3 separate regions of the Mus musculus genome follow, and all the other regions are linked to region 3. The links are chromatin contacts, called in public HiChIP or PLAC-seq maps. All regions are on one chromosome and are shown on one strand. Each heading gives the region's core, a stretch centred on a gene start, on an enhancer-like site or on the middle of the called end of the contact. The rest is flanking DNA. Distances are from core to core; before and after follow the strand shown.

The links. HiChIP or PLAC-seq counts read pairs in DNA pulled down with a chosen protein or histone mark.
Region 1: an H3K27ac HiChIP or PLAC-seq map of embryonic stem cells shows a contact between it and region 3, with 7 read pairs. The contact joins two enhancer-like sites. A contact is called at or near these places in 3 of 484 Hi-C or Micro-C datasets (embryonic stem cells, nephron progenitors and thymic regulatory T cells) and 7 of 115 datasets of contacts at active chromatin or transcription factors (a beta-TC-6 cell line, embryonic hindbrain, embryonic stem cells and 1 more).
Region 2: a FOXA1 HiChIP or PLAC-seq map of pancreatic cancer cells shows a contact between it and region 3. The contact joins two enhancer-like sites. A contact is called at or near these places in 3 of 484 Hi-C or Micro-C datasets (CD4 T cells, the G1E-ER4 cell line and rod photoreceptor), 11 of 115 datasets of contacts at active chromatin or transcription factors (bone marrow-derived macrophages, embryonic forebrain, embryonic stem cells and 6 more) and 1 of 9 other capture datasets (embryonic stem cells).

Annotation. Positions count from the first base shown.
Region 1 is chr4:150,520,753-150,525,639 of GRCm38.p6, reverse strand. All of the region lies in intron 10 of Rere (arginine glutamic acid dipeptide (RE) repeats), which reads right to left. Among named protein-coding and RNA genes, the nearest start is that of Gm52709, 56 kb to the right of the region's middle. Within about 2 kb of position 2,104, at least 44 of the 459 cell types and tissues checked have an H3K27ac peak or open chromatin away from gene starts, as enhancers often do. A contact at or near this core is called in embryonic stem cells, where this site is marked.
Region 2 is chr4:150,592,687-150,596,947 of GRCm38.p6, reverse strand. All of the region lies in intron 12 of Rere (arginine glutamic acid dipeptide (RE) repeats), which reads right to left. Among named protein-coding and RNA genes, the nearest start is that of Slc45a1, 57 kb to the left of the region's middle. Within about 2 kb of position 2,262, at least 75 of the 459 cell types and tissues checked have an H3K27ac peak or open chromatin away from gene starts, as enhancers often do. A contact at or near this core is called in bone marrow-derived macrophages and pancreatic cancer cells, where this site is marked.
Region 3 is chr4:150,361,139-150,365,820 of GRCm38.p6, reverse strand. The region is part of intron 1 of Rere (arginine glutamic acid dipeptide (RE) repeats); the gene reads right to left. Among named protein-coding and RNA genes, the nearest start is that of Rere, 82 kb to the right of the region's middle. Within about 2 kb of position 3,355, at least 65 of the 459 cell types and tissues checked have an H3K27ac peak or open chromatin away from gene starts, as enhancers often do. A contact at or near this core is called in bone marrow-derived macrophages, embryonic stem cells and pancreatic cancer cells, where this site is marked.

The DNA.
Region 1 (4,887 bases), core at 855-3,354, 160 kb before region 3:
CCATATGGTGGTTCACAACCATCTGTAATGAGATCTGATGCCCTCTTCTGGGGTGTCTGAACACAGCTACAGTGTACTTACAGATAATACATGAATACATCTTTAAAAAAATAAGGTGTGGTGATGCACAACTATAAGCCTAGCATTCAGAAGGCAGAGGCAGGTAGATCTCTGGGAGTCCAAGACCAGCCAAGGGATACATAGAAAGAGCCTGTCTACAAACAACCAACCAACCAACCCTGGCATGCCTTTAATCCCAGCACTCAGGAGGCATAGGTAAACAGATTTCTGTGAGTTTGAGGCCATCTGTGTCTACAGAGTGAGTTCAAAGTCAGTCAGGGCTGTTACACAGAGAAATCCTGTCTTAGAAGAACACAACAACAACAACAACCCCCTCCCAAAAAAAAAAAAAAAAAAACCCTACCAGTATGGAATTTATTTTGTTTAGTCACTGGTCCATCAAGTATTGCTACTTAGGTACCTCTGCAGTTAACTTTGTCTAAATATACTAATGGGAACAAAGAAACAATGGCAAAACCACAGAATTTTAACTGCTTAGAAAAGGTTTGAAGGAAAGGTACTATTAATTCTTACAAGAAAATAGAATCCTTGGCTATCTCTCCTACTGTCATTTTTGAGTAAGCTCCAGGACCTGAGCACACTAAGCCAGTGCTCTGGAACTGCTACACAGGCATCCCCTGCCCAAATTACTTTCTAGATAATAACAAGGCCCTAAAGGTATGCTAATCCTGAGTTACACAGAGAAACGGTAGGGTATACGCATCACTTAGTGGCCTTCCTGTGGCATGAAGCAACAGCTGGGGTTTAACACAATCCAGGAAGAAGTCAATGCTGCAGTCCCAGACCTACAATGCTCAGCCTGGAGCCACTGTAGGCAGACAATGCAGTGCTCGTGATGGGCACAGGGGGTTCATTTGCAGTGATGCAGCAAGCATAGCCCTCCTTTTTCTAGACCTGTGTCTTGAAGCTAAGGGTGGGTAAGGCGAAGAAGCATGGAAGCAGAGGAGAGAAGACCTAATAGAAACAGCAACAAAATCAACACCAACCTAAGAATGTGGAGCAACTCTGGAGTTGGCTTTGAGAATCTGATTAGTGTCCTGTGACCAACCCTGCCTGTCCTTAACAAACATCAACAAGCAAACAGCACAGCACTCTCACAGTTTTGAAACAAGCCAAACAATGAAATCCAAACCTGGGCAAAAGGACCCAGAGTAACAGGAAGACCACAGGTGTATCTACCTGGTGTAGCACAGGGAAAACCACTCATAACTGCCAATCTGCTCCAGAAAAAGGTCTGCCTGTGTTAGTTAGACACACACTAGTGAAGAACTGTTATGTTAATAAGGAGACACACCTGCGAACTTGCTTTAAACTCTATAGCAGTCAATGGAGAACAGCTGCCGCCAACCTTACCTGCAGTGGCTGACAACAAGCAATTTTAATGTTGTGTAAATAATTATACTCAATGTTCTGTACATAACAATAGAATTATGAGGAACAACAACAACAAACATACAAACACAACCCAAAGTGCTCACACAGTAACACATGCAAGGCTCAGAGTATGGAAAGTCGGATGGCTGCTCTTCAGTCTGCACGCTTTGCCAGGGCTGAGCTGAAGAAACGTTCCTCTGGTAAGAAGGAGAAAGCCTGTGTGAGCCGTGCTCTCCAGCTACACTACTCGTGCTGAGCCTTAGCAGTGGAGCTGCCTCACAGTCCCTAAATTGGCAACCAGCAGGTAACTAACTGCACCCACACATACAGACCTCTACCTGGTTAGAACAGCAGCAGCTCTCAGTGTCTGGGAGGCAGAAGCTGAGGCCGACCAGAACGACACAGTCATTTATGTTCCTAAAGTGTTTGGTTAACTGATCCACAGCCCAAGAACACTGAATCAGGATCATGCAGGGTAACAAAGAAACAGGGCAGCAGGAGACATTAGCAGCTGTCTACAAAACCTACAGTCAAGTCAGGGAAATAACAGGGATCCTCCCAGAGAAAATGGCAGCCTAGCCACACTGCATCATGGGAGGCAGCATGCTAGGCTGAGGGAGGGACTGAGGAAGCTACAGTAACAAGAACTGCTGACTCAGGCTCCTTCCTCAGCAGAGCCTGATGGAAGGGGGAAGGGCATGCTTTGTGGGCCTCAACCTCCTTGTTATCCTCCCACCTCAGGATGCCTCACCATCTGAGATAGGACAGAGGCAGGACACAATGACTGATCCATCAGATATTCTGGGAGTAAGATTCCAGCCTCTATTCTACCTACCCCAAGTTTAAATGATTATACATAAGAAACAGGTGTGTTTATTAATTTGTAGATGATACCACACTTTAAAGAACTATGAAGATTAAATTTGCTAATTCATAAACACAAATTTTGCCTAGCATGTAAGAAAGAAATCAGCGAGCAACTGTGCAGTGGATCTCTGAGTTCCAGGCCAGCCTGGTCTACAGCATGAGTTCCAGGACAGCCAGGGCTATACAGAGTAACTCTGTTTAGCAAACAAAAAAGAAATCAATGAGCCCAAAAATTTGATATCAACAATTAATGTCAGATAGTTAACCAACAATTAATACCTAATAAAATGAAAATAATAACTATAAACTTAAAAAGTTCCATGTCCCACTCGGCTGATGGCATAGCTTGCAGGGCGCCTGACAGCCTGAGTCTGATCCCCAAGATCCATGCAGTAGGAGAACTGACTTCTGCAAGTTGTTCGATGACTTCCACCGGTGCACAGGGCACTTGTGTACACGTGTACACCCATGCTCACACAAATCTTAAAAAAAAAAAAAGACCAACTTTTAAATTTCAGTGGCAATGCTCTGGGCAGGACAGAGAAGCCGAAGTGTTAACAAAGGACGGTAGACAAAGAGAGACTAAGCAAAGGCTGAAAACATAAAAGAATGTGCTCAGAACAGATTCACAGGAGAACCTTGGGGACCCTCTGGGGTGACCTTGGGAGTCACTCCTTATCAGAGCTGTTTTAGGGAAGGTGCTCTGTTAAGACAACATTTATTATGTACGCATGAATAGAAGACAGTATTCTCAGTGAAAGAAACTAGTTCAAACAGCTGATTATTGTACAAGCAAATCGACCTGAAGTGATCTCAACAGACAAATCCACAGCGACAGAAAGCAGTGAGTGGTTGTCCAGGACTGAAGGAGCTGGGGGACATAGAGAGTGACAGTTAATGGAGGCAGCGCTCCTTTATGGGGCGATAAAAAATACTCTAAAGTTGATAGTGGCAGTAGCCGCCTGAATCTTAAATACATCAGAAGCAAACTGCACATCATTTTGTTATGTTTTTTTTCAAGACAGGGTGTCTCTATGTAGCCCTGGCTGTCCCTGAACTCAGAGATCCTTCTGTCTCTTGAATGCTGGGATGAAAGGTGTGGGCCACCACCACCTGGGTCAAACTGCACACCTCTTTTTTTTTTTTTTAAATAAAAGAATTATTTTATGTATAGGAGTACACTGTAGCTGTCTTCAGACACACCAGAAGAGGGAATCAGATCCCAATACAGATGGTTGTGAGCCACCATGTGGTTGCTGGGAATTGAACTCAGGACCTCTGGAAGAACATGCAGCTCTTAACTGCTGAGCCATCTCTGCAGCTGGTCCCACAACACCCAAAGGGAGTTCTACTCTCAGGAGCTATAACACACCCAGGACCACAGGATCCCAGGATCCCAGGAGCTTGGTCACACCAGGATCTCAGGGTCCCAAAGGCAGCTTGATTCCCAGGGTCTCGGACACACCCAGGATCTCAGGATCACAGGATCACTGAGACAGCTGAACTCTTGAGTTCTGACACAACGAGGATCACACAAAGGACAGGCTCATCAGATATAGTGAGGGCAGGTAGCACTAGAGATAATCAGATGGCAAGAGGCAAGTGTAAGAACATAAGCAACAGAAACCAAGGTTACGTGGCATCATCAGAACCCAATTCTCCCACCATAGCAAGTCTTGGATACCCCAACACACTGGAAAAGCAAGATTCAGATCTAAAATCACTTCTCATGATGGTGATAGAGGACTTTGAAGCCATTAAAGAGGCAACACAAAAATCCCTTAAAGAATTATAGGAAAACACAATCAAACAAGCAAAGGAAATGAACAAAACCGTGCAGGATCTAAAATTGGAAGTAAAAACAATAAAGAAATCATAAAGGGTGACAACTCTGGAGATAGAGAAGCTAGGAAAGAGGTCAGGAGTCATAGATGCAAGCATCACCAACAGAATACGAGAGAGATAGAACAGAGACTCTCAGGTGCAGAAGATACCATAGAAAACACTAACACAACACTCAAAGAAAACTCAAAAAGCAAACAGCTCCTAACCCAAATCATTCAAAAAATCCAGGCTGCAATGAGAAGACCAAACCTAAGGATAATAGGTATAGAAGAGAGTTAAGATTCCCAACTTAAAGGGCCAGTAAATATTTTCAACAAAATTATAGAAGAAAACTTCCCTAACCTAAAGAAAGAGATGCCCATGAACATACAAGAAGCCTACAGAACTCCAAATAGACTAGACCGGAAAAGAAATTCCTACCATCACATAATAATCAAAACACCAAATGCACTAAGCAAAGAAAGAATATTAAAAACAGTAAGGGAAAAAGGTCAAGTAACATATAAAGGCAGAATGGGCTTTTGAATATATTTCTTTTTTCTTTTTTAAAGATTCATTTATTTATTATATGTAAGTACACTGTAGCTGTCTTCAGACACTCCAGAAGAGGGAGTCAGATCTTGTTACAGATGGTTGTGAGCCACCATGTGGTTGCTGGGATTTGAACTTCAAACCTTCGGAAGAGCAGTCGGGTGCTCTTACCCACTGAGCCATCTCACC
Region 2 (4,261 bases), core at 1,013-3,512, 230 kb before region 3:
ATGCCTTTACAATCTCTTTACACCCAGAAGGCAGATAGCAGGATCAGGAGTTCAAGGACATTATCACTAACTGCTAGGCTACATGAGACCCTGTCTCAAAACAAAACAAAACCAACCAACCAACCAACCAACCAACAACCAAACCAGAAAAACAAAAAAAGCATCAGCCCTAAACTGACCCCAGGCTTAAAGACACTTTGGCCCTCAGCCCATTTTCCTGAAGCAGAGTATCCCTATTCTCACTGTTAGGTCTTCTGACCTCCTTCTGACCTCTCACTGTTAGATCTTCTGACCTGTCCTTCCACCCCTAAATGTTAAACGCTCGTGGGTGTTTTGCCTGCTCAAATGTTTGCACACAACTTGAGTGCCCAATCTCCTGGAACTGGAGTTACAGGAGGCTGTGAGCCACCATAAGGTGCTGGAAATTGAACCTGTGTAATGTAGGACAGCCAGTACTCTTAACCATTGAGCCACTCCTGCCCACAGGATGAGTAAAAAGACAGACCAGAACCTCAAAGCAGAGATTGAGCATCACATCTTGCAGAGCCTGCACCAGGCTGTGGAACGACCATACAGCTATCTGTAAAAACCAATCGAAATGAGTTCATAGGTAGTGCTGTGACCAGAAGCACCCACAGTAGTTATGTTTCTGCTCCAGGCAGTGTTAATGCCTCCACCACCCATGAGTGGGCATCACAGTGATGTCAGATTCGCCTCTGCTCCCACATCACATGCATAGAACTGGGTGTTATCCACAGCTGCCTCCACAGAGATGAAGAGGCTGGCTTCCCATCTGAGGCACTAGATTGGTTAAACGGTATGTTTACCTATGCATGTGTCTGTGGTGGTACACCACTGGGGAACGACTGAAGAAAAACTATTATTCATTACTGTTTAGCCTTTCTCACCTGGAGCTGTACAACTGAAACACAGGTCTCCAAAGCCTCAGACAGTTCTGCTGTGAGCAGGACGCAATGAGGCCCATTCTGCATACACAGGAAGAACGTCAGCACATCATACAACTAATGCTAACACTATAGGCCAGAATCTCAGCCAGTATGGACAAACAAGACTCAACACAGCTCAGACCAGCACCTTCTGCTGCAAATGATAGTTTTTCATTTACACTCATTAACCTATTAAAAAACTACCTTGAGCCAGAATTTCCTTCCATGATCTGGTAACAGAACACTAGGCTTCCCTGGCTGTGCCTTTTCTTGCTCTTCTAAACTCTCTCTGAGGCCCTTGCTTGCACAGTCAGCGGAGGTCAACATTGATGCCTTTCTTTATTGGTGTGGTTGACAGCCAGTACTATACACAGAAACATTGTCTCAAAAGTTAAAACAAATCAAAAACCCCAAACAAACAAAAGGACCAGAAATTCAGAACTAAGTTCACCTGGGAAGTATGAACTTTAAATATACTTTCTTCCTCTGTTCTTACTCACCTCAAACCACAGGCACCGCATACAGCCATAGAGTAAGGCCATTATTCGAGGCCACCCTGATCTATATAGCTAGTTCTAGGACAGCTGGGGCTACACAGTGAGACTTGTTTTTAAAAAAAAGCTCAGGGCTAGTGATGGTGCCTGGGAAGGACACAGTCTAAACGCCCAGCTCCCAGCTCAGCATCTCACTAGGAACTAGCAGGCCCATGCACACCAGCAGCCTCTCTGCTGCCCCGCCCACCCTGCTTCCATTCTGATTTCATCAGCAGAAGAACTGAGGGTCAATTCTTGATGGATATAGTGCAGTGGCACAGACTTCACCAAGTAAGTACTGGGCTTGACTCTAGCCAACACACACACACACACACACACACACACACACACACACACACACACACAAAATAAGAAAAAGGAAGGATATGTACATTAACAGAGTTTTAGTAGGATTAAGAACAAAAACAAGAAACACAGCTACCAGTCTACAGCTGGCTACTAGGGGTTTCTGGGGCAAGTTCGGTGAAGAACTATCACTGATGTTGACTGGACACTGATGTTGGGGGACTTGCAACATCCTGTAACTACTTTTCTTTTCTTTTCTTTCCTTTTATTTTTATTTTTTACTTTTTTTTTTTTTTTTGGAGACAGGGTTTCTCTGTATAGCCCTGGCTGTCTTGGAACTCACTTTATAGACCAGGCTGGCCTAGAACTCAGAAATCCGCCTGCCTCTGCCTCCCAAGTGTCAGGATTAAAGGGGTGAGCCACCACCAAAGTTACACATACACACACGCACACACACTTCTATTGGCAAACTATGAGTATTTCTTGTGGTCATGTGGGATACTCTAGAGCTGCTGCTCTCAACCTGTGGGTTGTGACCCCTCTGGAGGTCGAATGACTCTTTCTCAACCACAGATATTTACATTATGACATATAGCAGTAGCAAAATTATAATTCCAAAACAGAAACAAAAATAATTTTATGGTGGGGGAGGGGTCATCACAAAATGAGGAACTGTATCAAAGGGCAGTAGGAAGGCTGAGAGCCACTGCTCTCGGGCATTATAACCCAGCCTATTACAGTTTCCATACTGTGTCCCTTACATTTTCTGTTTGAAATTCCCAGTGTCCTGTCATGTCAGGCACATGCTTCAAATCCCAGTCCCTGGTGGGTGCAGATAATAAAATCTGGAGTTCAAGGCTACATGGAGTATGTGAGTGGAACCTGAGCAGGGTTCCTAATCTGCCCAGTAGGGCCTGGCTTCACACACTGTCACTTACACTGTCTCTGTCACAGACCTGACATCTGTAACTAGAGAACACGGGCTTTATTCAAAAAACAAAAAACAAAACAAAAAAACAAACCAGTAACAAACAAACAAAAAACAAAACAAAACAAAAAAAACCTACCAAAACCCCATAAAACCAAAGACAAACTACCATTTCCTCCCCTGCACTTCCTGGTTTTTTGAAGCACTGAGCATAGCCACACCTACTACCACTGCATTACAATTATGTAATGCTGTAGCTATTTAGTAAATAGTTACAAAATGAATGGGTAGTAAGAAGAATATGCTAACTCATCTCTTAAATAAACAACCTAAAACCACACGTTGTCTTACAGAATGTCATATTTTTTTAAAGTTAAAAAAAAAAGGCATAATACCCATATACAATTTTGTAAGATATAAAACCCAACAAAATGTAATAGAAAAGTCAAGAGTTATTCCTGGTTTCCTTGACCACAGTTAGAATGGTTTGGTGCAGGGGACAGAGGTCAGGGCTAGGAGGCTGGCTTTAGGGCAGCCTGAGTTCCAACACAGGGCCGGACTCCCTTCCATTTCACACATTTGCTCTTTGTGCTGCAGCTGAGTTTAGGGCCTTCACATGCTAAGCATGTGCTCTACCACTAAGCTGTACCTTTAGACCATCTCCTTTCTAAAGAGAGTGGTTCTTCAGAGTTCCCTAACTTCAGACCCTGCAACTTCCGGTCTCCCCAGAGGCTGGAATAATAATTCTTTTAAATTATCTTTTTAAGGATCAAAGAGATGGCTCAGTATTTAAGAGCACAGGCTTTTCTTCCAGAAAACCTAAGTTCAGGTCCCAGCATCCACACACACCACTTAGCATCTCACAATTTTCTATCTAGGAGATCTGATACTGTCTTCTGGCCTCCATGGGCACTGCATGCATATAGTACAGACTTATATGCAAGCAGAACACACACACACACACAAAAAAAAAAAAAAGCAAAAACTCTAATTTCTACTTAGCGCTCACCCATACTAACCAGATCTAACAAGATACACAAAACCCTTTTCCTGTCTCAGCCATCATGCTTAAGACAATTAATTGTCTAATAATTAGCCCAGGATGTAACATTTGACTTTCCTATCAACAAACCACATGCCTTTATCTCTACTGTTCCACTTGGTAACTTTAATTATATCCCTAAAATTATGGCTACTGACAATGGTACGGAGTCTGTCTACAATAGAGACCTCTGCACTAAAGAGTCAGGCATGCATTTAAGGTTGGACAGGCAAACACATAGCTGCTCCAAGGCTGCAGTGAAATGTTTCATCAACTGGGTCGTCTGTCTGGAGAACGGCAAAATTGATGAGATACCTTCAGTGAGTTTTAGCCACTCACGAACAGCACTGTGAGCCATGCAAACAAACGGCACACACAGGCGATAAGGAACACCAGCTCAGGGGTCACAGCCAGAGTGTCCGTTTCATAGAAAATGACAGCACTATGTTCAGTAGAACATTAAAAATGAAGCTGCCTGGGTTCAATTCCCAGTGCCTACATGGCA
Region 3 (4,682 bases), core at 2,106-4,605:
CAGGCACCCACAGAAACCAGGAAAGTCAGGTGCTCTGAAGGTAGAGGCCCAGCAGTTATGGGCTACGCTATGTAAGTCCTAGGGACTAACCCAGGTCCTCTGCAAGAGCAGTAAGTGTTCCCAATCACTGAGCCATCTCTCCAGCCCCTTAACACCTTTTTTCTTTTTAAACCTAGAAAAGTTGTATATACTTTATGAAATAAAATGTATTAAGTTGCTAGGCAGTAGTGGTGCAGGCCTTTAATCTCAGCACTAAGGAGGCAAAGGCAGGCAGATTTTTTAGTTTGAGGTCAGCCTGGTCTACAGCGAAAGTTCAAGGACAACCAAGGATGCATAAAGATGCCCTATCTCAAAACAAAGCAAAACAAAACAAAACAAGAAATTTTAAGTTTTTCTAATATATGGTCTTATGGCCACATATTAGTTAAGTTTATATAAATTAGCTTTCTTCTTTCCAAGCTACCAAAATGTCACCAACTTGGAAAATCTTAACAGTTTTCAAAAAAACAAAAACAAAACACAAAACTGTATTTCTTTTTGAAGTTCTTTTAGACTTTTTTTTTTTTAATTAAAATGTTATAACTTCCTATAAAAGAAACTAAACAGCTCTATTCAATGGCTTAAAGTCTCTCCAGGTTCTCTTCTCCATTTGTGAATCTGCATACATCTCTATGACCGTGCATGCTCATTTGTCCAATGGTTCATTCTGTTGATTTTTATTTCACAGAAATTAAATCCTACTGTTTATAGCAACTTGTTCTTCTCACTTTACACCTAGCCATCAACACCACATTCCTGATCACAACTGCACAGAATTTTACAGTGTGGGCGTACAGTAATTAGGAAATTCCTTCCTGAGGCTGTTAACACAGAGTTTCTGGATTTGTTTTTCCTGTTATAAATACTCTTACAACAAACTTCCATGAGAAGTCTTGTTTTGGTGCACAAATGTATTCTCTAGAGGGAAAACTAGGAACTCTTAGCTCACCTTGCTAGTCAGAGCTTAAAGGCTGGGCCAGCCACAGTAGGTGCTGTTGGCACAGCCTACTGGCTGTGGGACTCTCCTCAGTCTCTTTCCTCTCTAAAGCTATCTTCTGACTACCCCTCCTAATATACCTAGTCCTAGACATACTAGCCTTGCCTCAACACATTCTGCTATCTCTTATGAGTGGAAAAGATTCACTATAAGCTGCTTTCGTGTTAAATTCCAAAATTTTATTTTTCCATTTAACTCCCACGTACAAAAGCTAAGATTGCTATGGACCTTCACAACCCATCCCACCCCAAATCAAAATGGTCTCTAGGTTCCAGGCTCCCCCAAAAGATTCCAGAGTTCCTGTTGTTCTAGCATTAAATGGTAACAGCACATTCTTCCTTTTTAAAAGAAAATCCTTGGTCAGACATGATAGCACACACCTTTATTCCCAGTATTTATGAGTCAGAGGCAGGTGGGTCTCTATTAGTTCAAAGCCAGCCTGGTCTACAATAATAAGTCCCAGGGAAGTCAAGACTATACAGTGAGCCTCTGCTTCTAATAAAGAACCAGGCATGGAGGGCCTTTAATCCCAGCACTCAGGAGGCAGAAGCAGGCAGATCTCTAAGTTTGAGTCCAGCCTAGTCTACAGAGTGAGTTCTAGGACAGCCAGGGTTACACAGAGAAACTCTTGTCTTGAAAAACATGCATAGATAGATAGATAAACAAACAAGCAAAAAAAACTATTATTTACATTCTAAAGTACATGTAAAATTAACTGCCTTGTTTGTTTCTATGTATCAAGTGCTACAGAACCACCTAGAAACACATGACACTATCTTTAAAAAATAAGTAATAATAAACATATTAAATAAAACTGCTTCTTTTGGATGGCTCACATTACTCTATTCTGATAGTAACTCTCACCTATGCCATTGCTACAAAGCCTTAAAGGCATAGAAAGGTCAGGCCTAAAGCATCCTAATTCTCAAAGAGCCTTCCTGGTGACCTGTGCTGTGCATTCACTTATCATATCGTGACTTTCTCACACGTGCTCCTTGCTAGGTAAAGGTGTTGAAGAGCAGAAATATAAAGCATTAAATCAAGCACACTGGTAATAAGTATGCCCACAGAAAACCATGAACACACCTGCCACAAAAAGGAGTTAAAGTTTATGTACTTTGATGTCATCATTTTAATATTTAATTTTGCCTTCAGTAAATAAGCTTATGATTAAATATAAAGTTAGGTAAACATTACTGCAATCAAGACAACAGATTTTCTCTCTTGTTTTTGAAACACGGTCTTTCTGTGTAGCCCTGGTTAGATTCAACAGGATGTAAAACAGTCACCTTGCCTTTGTCTCCTAAGAGCTGGGCTTAAAGACATGCATCATCAAGCTCAGGTCCATCCTCTCAGAACATAATTAGAAATGGTATCAAATTATAACTATGTAAGTACAACATTAAGGCGAGGCACAATTAACTTTTCTTTATGTTTTATAGTAATGAGCCCCAAACATATTTCACATAAATTAAACAAGCAATAACTTCTTACTAAGTATTTAAAAGTATTACCTTGAGGAAATCCTAAAAAGTATCAACATGACTAAAACATATTCTAGGGAAGAAACACAACTTAGGGCGTCATCACCTTATCTACTTACAAGAAGGGAGAAGTAAATGGAACCAAAGGTCAGGCAGGAAGCACAGATTCCAAAAGTGAGCATCGCCCCCAAGGAGAGCAAACAAAGTCCTAAGTGAGGCCTCTAGGTAGACTCCTAACTGCCCTGCTTATTCACTCTGACAACTCGCTCTCGCTCGGTCAATGTATAATGACAGACAAGAGGCAGCACAGAGGAGAGGCTGGGGACACACTCAGGGCACAGATCATGATGCTGGATGGGAGGTTTAGAAAAGCCCTTGGGTGTCTCAGTGGGGGTCCAGCAAAGTTTACTGAAGAATAAGATAATACAAAACCAGGATCATTATACCAAGAACTGAAAATATTAAACTAGTTATTTGTGAAATTAAAGTAACATATACAAACTTGAAACACTGCTTTTGCCTTTTTGTTGTTATCCTGATTTGAGGTTTTTCTAGTACTATGTGTCTAACAAACTAAACTCTTTTAAAATAAAATCACCATCTTTCTCAGGAAAAATACTTATTAAACTTTTCAAAAAAATTAAATGAGTACTATTTACAAGGTTCAACATCACAGGGAGGATCACTGAGTGAGTAATTCCCTGCATAAAGAACAATTACTTCCCTACAGGAAATGTCTGACTAGCCTAATTCAAACCACGTACTGAAGCATGCCAGGATACACTGATTAAAACAAAGTCCAAAGCCGGGGTAGGAGGACTGCTTGGCTAAAACACGCCTTTAGAGAAGCCGAGAGGTGAGGCTCTCATGAAGACAAATGTTCAACACCCATTCTGGGAGTTTAATCTTTAACTGACCAGAAAAGACAAATATTTAAATCACAGGAAATTCAGTTCCATACAAAGGAAGACTCAGGCTAACTTCTTGTGTTTACGCCATTTCATTAATCCTAACAACAAAACCAAACACTGATCATTCCCTCCAATCTTCAGAGTAAGCTGACCACTATGAAAAAAACATGAAAGCCATCACAGACTGGGTGTGTGTATCTAAAGGATTGCAATGCAAATCGTGTCCTAAGTCCTGGAAGGAAATGACTGCCCAAGGCCCCCTTTATAGTCTCTCCAGGCCAGGGCAGGCCCTTATCATGAGATTTTCCTGACATGCCAATTATAGGAGACACGGAACAAATGGGCAGATGGTAGAAGCCGACCTCTCTCTGTTATCATTTACTGTAGACCTAACAAGTATCACATGAGTCCTGTGATAGGCTTTTGTTTTGTTTTGTTTTGGGGGTGGGGTGGGGGTGGGGGCAGGAGGGAGGAAGGAGGAGGGAGGATCTCAGTGAGTTTGAGAAAAGCCTGGTCTACATAGTGAGTTCCCAGCCAGGAAAGGTGAGAGAGAAAACAAGCAAAACAAAACGAGAAATGTGGTGCTACACACTGAGGAATATTTATCAGCATATGGCCTCATGGGCCCAACCTACAATAAAATAATAGCAAATATTTCTATTTATTGTTTTCCAGCCAAGGACTAATATACTTAGAGAAGAGTTAAAATAATTCCCAAACAACTAGAAAAGCACACCATTCAGGAAAAAAAAAAAGTATTATAAAAACTGAATCATAAATATTGAAAGCTAGTCTTCAACATTAAATAGTTGTCTTTTATGATAAAAGCTAAAGAAAAATCACAGTAACAAATACTATGGCTTTTAAAAGCAATTAGCGGTGAGGTTAAGAACGGAGAGATACACGTTTTTATTACCTGACTTTAACCATTATAAAGGCTTAGAGAGCTCACTGCTCTTGCTGAGGACCAGCACTCACAGAAAGGCTCACAGTCTGATGGATGACCTCTTCTGGACTCTTCAGGCTCCTGCACACATGTGATATACATAAACTGAAGACACAGACATGCATTGCATCCATCCATACGCATAAATAATACACATTTTTAGTAATCAATGTAAGTATTAGTTTGCTTATAGACAAGGTTTCAATGCATCTCAAGTTAGTCTAGAACTCTCTATCTGTCTCTCTCCCTGTGTGGTCAGGAAAGGCCGGAAGCCAGCTCCTGATCCTCCCCCAGAGGAGACTGGC